Linked DNA regions of Zea mays: region 2 is linked to region 1. The links are chromatin contacts, called in public Hi-C maps. All regions are on one chromosome and are shown on one strand. Each heading gives the region's core, a stretch centred on a gene start, on an enhancer-like site or on the middle of the called end of the contact. The rest is flanking DNA. Distances are from core to core; before and after follow the strand shown. Region 1 holds the start of LOC100282246 (copper ion binding). Region 2 holds the start of LOC100278491.

Region 1 (2,700 bases), core at 180-2,679:
TCTCTGAACCAAACACAAAAAAGGAAAGAAAGAGATTATTGCTGCATGTTTTTTGTAGTCGTTGGTTCAAATGGTCATGGAGATAAGTAATGAGGTGAATAGACAGCATCCGAAGCGTTACAAAGCTGAGCTAGCCTAATGCTTCATGCTAAACTGAATATGTAGACAGGATGTTTTGAAAAAACAATAAAAAACTGAGATTCATACTATATACTACATGTAAGAGGTACGGTACCTTAGCATTGTGTTGAAGCAGAAGTTTGACAGCATCCTGGTTGCCATGACCAGCAGCCCACACAAGGGGAGTGCCAGCATCACTTTCTGACTCGACGTCAACTCCCTTGGAGAGGAGAAGCTTCATGAGTTCCGTGTTCCCTGCTCAAGAAAAAGAGATGTTGGTATACATGATTTGGTGATTATTGACTGATGGAGTGGCGGTGGTGCGGAAGGGGGCGAGCACACAGAGGCCATGCATGTAATGTTATGGTACCTATGCCTGCAGCATGGTGTAGCGCTGTGGCTCCTAGGCTGGTGGCCACCGAAGGATCAGCTCCATGGTCGAGAAGATACTTGACAGTGTCCAGATGGCCCTGGCGTGTCGCATGGATGAGCGGAGTTTCGCCTGGGGAGGATGAGGAGTATACAGATGAGATGGTACAACGCATGATACTACACTAGGCATATCGCATACTGATGGTGTTTGTGTTGTATTGGCCATTGGGATGCAGTTTAGTGCAGTATATACAGACATTATAGATGAAAAGCAAAGCAAAGTGCAAATGTGGTATTAGTCTGGTACTCTGGAAGGTACCAACCATCATCGTCCTTTGGGTCGACAGGGAGGCCGAGCTCGCCGATGAGGAATTCACAGACGTCGGTGCGACATCCGATCGCCGCGAAGTGGAGGGCGGTGCGCTTGTTGGCGTCGCGCACGGCGGCGGCGACGGAGGCGGCGCCCGTGCCGTCCTCGTCGAGCGCCGCGACGAGGTCTGCAAATCAGCACCGGGTGCGAAGATGGCAAATACGGTGGCGGTGAGGAGTTGATTTAATGGAGGAGGACAATCGAATCTTGAAATCGGACCGGGACGTACTCTTGAGGGATTGGAGGTCGCCGGCGCGCGCAGCCTCCAGGAAAGCCTGCACCTTGCTCCGAGCTGCCAAGGTATCCAATTCCAAGAGGGGGAGGGGGGAGTTAACCAAACTGAGAGAGAGCGAGAAGCGGGGGTTGTTTTTGTTGGATCCAGTAAAAGCTACGTACCTGAGAGGGCGGCGGTGGCGTCGGCCATGAGAGAAGCGGAAGCTTGGGTTTCAGACCGGGGGTGGGGGGAGTGGAGGCGGCGCGGTGGTGGTGAGAGTGAATTTCTCAGAGCGGGCGAAGTCAGGTAGAGTCGGGAAGGCAGAAGAAGAGTGGACTCAGGCCGGGCCGGGCCGGGCCGGGCCTCTTTATCGGAGCCCTGTGCCCCTGCCGTGGTCAACCTGTGCCTCCTCTATTCTTTCCCTTTTCCTCGTATCCATCCTCCGGCGTCCGCCCTTCTCTCGCGCGCGCCGACCGCCGCCGCCAGGTGCCAGGAAGTCGTGGGAAGTCTTCTTCGGCGACGAGCACCCGCCAGGTACGCCCATCCTCTGCTGTACTCCCCCCGTTCCTGCTGTGCGAAACCGAGCACCCAAACCCTAGCCTAAGCTATTCGCATCGCAAACTCTATTGAGCGACGGATCGCGAAACGCGCGCCGCCGCATTCGGACGAGACCTCGTGGCCCGTACCTTCCTACTCTACCGTCGTCGCCGGAGACGAGCTCACCGGTTAGGGTTTCGGGATTAGGGGCTTGGGGCTTGGATTCCCGGGGGACTCCATACCCGGTGGCCTTAGAAGGGGAAGGGGGCCCAGCGGTGGTGGTGGTTCGACTGTCAGCGAGCGAGACGGCGGGGCACCGCCGATCGGGCGTCGCTGGACATTTGATTGAGCTGGGCAGGCGAAGGCGTGGAGCTTGCTCTTCGATTGGGATTAGAGGAGGGCGGAGGTGGTATGGTGGGCGGCTCGGCTGGCTCAATGGAGCCGCTGGCCGGTGGTGGGGCAGGCGAGATCACGCTCTCTCATAGAGCGTAATGGGTTGCGTAACACACTCCTGTTTGTATTTGGATCCGATCTAATAATTAAAGTTTATTTACGTGGTGCACATGTAGAATTTTCCCATGCCCACTGCTAACTTGGATTGGATTTTTGCCAAAAAAACGGGTGTGCACCCAATCACTTATAGTGAAACCGTTGTGTGTTTGATGTGCTTCTAACCAAGTACAAATCCAGTGAAAACACACCTACCATTCAACAATCCACATTTTGGTTGCAATTATCAGCATTCTAGAAAGGTGCATGTGCCCATTGATACACTTGCTATTGGTGCAGGCCATATCTCTGCAATGGGTGACTACACAATCCAGATTAGCACCAAGCTCATTGACCAGCTTGCTCGTGATGACGAGAAGGTAAAACGGAAAGCCAGGAAGCCCAAGCCTAAGAAGAAGCCCACCGTCCAGCCACATGAAGAGCCCCTGGAATTCCCGAGAGAACCAAAGACGACAAGCCTTGCTACTGCTCCTGGGTGGCCTCTGCAGCCTCCCCCTATGTTTCTGCCAGTGACCCCTGCTCCCCCGCCACCCCCGGCCACAATGCCGGAGGTGGAAGCCATTCGTTCCGTCCTGAA
Region 2 (2,715 bases), core at 178-2,677, 360 kb after region 1:
CTGGCTGACAACAAAGTCTTCCAAGAAACCTTGAGGGTGGGTGGGTCAATAATCATCATCAGTAGTCCACCCACACCAGACCAGATAAATGTCGAATAATCCGAATCTGTTGTTGATGCAGTCAGTTCAGCTGGAGCTGAAGCAGCAGCAGCAGCAGGAGGAGGCAGATCATGATCTCCTCCAACATCTCAACAGCATGGAGCTTGCATACATGGTGTCTGTCCGTCGTCCGATCCACAACATACATATGCATCTCTATCAGCAAGCTGGAAATTAATTAAATGTTATTAATTCTTGCTGCTTATTGCATTAATTTGCATGCAGACGGTTAAAGAATCATTGAGGATGGCGAGCATAGTTTCCTGGTTTCCAAGGGTAGCACTCGAGGACTGCCAGGTCGCAGGGTTCCACATCCACAAGGGGTGGATTGTGAACATTGATGCGAGGGCCCTACACTACGATGCGACGCTCTACCACAACCCCACCATGTTTGATCCTTCAAGATTCAAAGGCGGGCATAGCATGCACACGAAGCAGCCGTACAGCTTCCTGGTGTTTGGAGCAGGCGGGAGAACCTGCCTGGGGATGAACCTCGCCAAAATCATGATGCTCATTTTTCTGCACCACCTTGTTACAACATGGAGATGGGAGATGGCCGACGACGACCCCAGCCTTGAGAAGTGGGCAATGTTTCCCAGGCTCAGAAACGGATGCCCCATTCACCTCGCACGCATATGATGATTAAGCATGCACTAGCTACCAGAGGAAACTAGTATATATCTTCTGTAACCCTAAACCACAATGCAACCACAAAGCACCGATGTGATGTGTACTTTATTTTCACCACCTTATGTATGTAATTGTCTCGCATGTTATATCAAGAGAAGTACTCTATTCCTCTCTCTCTCTTATGGAGCTCTTGTCGGTTTAGGCTATTAAAGAGCTTAATTGATAGATTTCTCTATTTACAATGACTTGACGAATCGTACATTCATATTGATTTGAGAGATTTTCATATAAACGATTCTCATACAAATAGGTTGAGAAGCAAAGCCCGATTCTAACCCCATAAGGTCTTGTTCGTTGTGCCGGATTGATGAGTCGGAACGATTCCTAACCGAATTGATTCTCTAATTTATATAAATTTTAATTAGGGCATGTTTGGTTAGCTCTCAATCCATGTGGATTGAGTGAGATTGGATGAGTTTGAATCTCAAATAAGTCAAACTTCTTCTCAATTTTTTCCAATCCCATCTAATCCATGTGTTTTGGAAATAACCGAACAAGCCCTTAACTGGAACAATTCCGGATGCGATCCGACACAAACGATCAAGGCCTAAAACTCGATCAAACAGTGGCGGGTCCCGCCCTGCACTCAACTGCGGTGACTTCACTCTTGTCCTGCCACGTCCCGCCCCGTCCCGTCGCCCGTGGCCGCCCCAGCTGCCGCGTGCCGCCCGTTTCCATGGCTATGGAGGGGAGCGGCGGCAGCCAGAGCCAGCTGATCCATCCGGCCGTGGACGAGGCAGCCCTGGCCGTCACCAAGAGAGAGCGCAAGAGAAGCAGGTACCTCTCCCCTCCCTATACCGACACAGGCGTCCTCCAAGAAAAGAAGGCCGCCGGCAGCCAGAAGCAGCGAGAGGAGGGGCAACCCCATGTCTCCGGCGCGGAGGTGCTCCCCACTCTCCGAGCCTCAGCGCTCGGGCAGGGTAAGGGGATGGAAGCGGCAGCCCTCCGTTTCATGGCCATGGATAGCAGGAACAGGAACAGCATTTTCGTCGACGACCATCCCGATTCCCATGCTGCCGCGGGCGGTGCCTCCCAAGACGATGGTGTCAGCAAGCCTCCATCAGCTGCTGGTGTTGGCCGCAAGATGATGCTCAACCTTAATGCAGGCCCAGACGACGGATCGTCCTTGGCCAAGAAGAGGAAGAGAAAGACGATGAAGACCGTTGGGCAGCACAGCTATGTCGGGAATCCTGTGGCACTTGTGCTGGACTTGGCAGAGGGAACTCCGCTGCCCTCCAGGGAGGACCTCCTCTCCACTTTCAGCAGGTTTGGCTTTGTGATCGACTCCGAGACCAGCATCACCCAAGACAAGAACAAGCACACCGCGCGCGTGGTGTTCGCCACCAGGGCTCAAGCAGAGAGCGCCTTGAGCTGTGCCGCGACTCTTGGCGGCGCATTTGCAGCACCGAGCGTCCAGGATCTCCCTCCCATCACGCCTCTTCCAAAGCTCCCTCTCACAGATATTAGGAACAATCTTGGGAAGATGATCTTGTCCTTGTCGTCTAAAGCCAAGTCACCTCAAGAAGCGAATGCAAAGCCGGCCGTGGACAGTCTCAGTCTTGTGGGAGAAATGCAACATCTTCTTGCCAAGGTTGACAAGGTGCTGCAAGCGCAGCGTGCATCTGCTACAGATCATCATGCAATCCACCACTGACCAGTCTGTATGGTTAGGATGCATCTAGGTCGTTCAGCTACTGACCCATGTTCCTTGTAGCTGCTGATCGTCAGTCTTTTGTAAATGGATCCTGAAATCCACCAGTTCAGCGGCTGGTTTCTCTCCCCATGCATTTGTGTAAATGGTAGACCTACATGCATCGCTGCTCTATCTAGTGGTACTCCGCACTAGCATCCTTTATCATCCTCTGTCAGGGTAATGTTCCTTTGCTGGTGGTATCCCACCTTTGACCTGAGACAACAACAATAATT

What was found. Hi-C and Micro-C count contacts between places; a contact is called where the count stands out from the background.
Region 2: a Hi-C map of endosperm shows a contact between it and region 1, with 3 times the contacts expected there. The contact joins the promoter of LOC100278491 here to the promoter of LOC100282246 in region 1. A contact is called at or near these places in 2 of 25 Hi-C or Micro-C datasets (endosperm and leaf).

The regions. Positions count from the first base shown.
Region 1 is chr8:138,670,062-138,672,761 of Zm-B73-REFERENCE-NAM-5.0, forward strand. It overlaps LOC100282246 (copper ion binding), which reads left to right and starts at 1,430. Exons shown (of 2, transcript NM_001155158.2): 1 at 1,430-1,610; 2 at 2,403-2,700. The coding sequence starts at 2,417. It overlaps LOC100280256 (Ankyrin-1), which reads right to left and starts at 1,388. Exons shown (of 13, transcript NM_001361035.1): 1 at 1,259-1,388; 2 at 1,092-1,154; 3 at 816-989; 4 at 491-622; 5 at 236-375. The coding sequence starts at 1,286.
Region 2 is chr8:139,030,539-139,033,253 of Zm-B73-REFERENCE-NAM-5.0, forward strand. It overlaps LOC100278491, which reads left to right and starts at 1,428. Exons shown (of 1, transcript NM_001151753.2): 1 at 1,428-2,643. The coding sequence starts at 1,466. The coding sequence ends at 2,443. LOC100501664 (putative cytochrome P450 superfamily protein) reads left to right here. Exons shown (of 4, transcript NM_001196342.2): 2 at 1-36; 3 at 122-214; 4 at 325-904. The coding sequence ends at 738.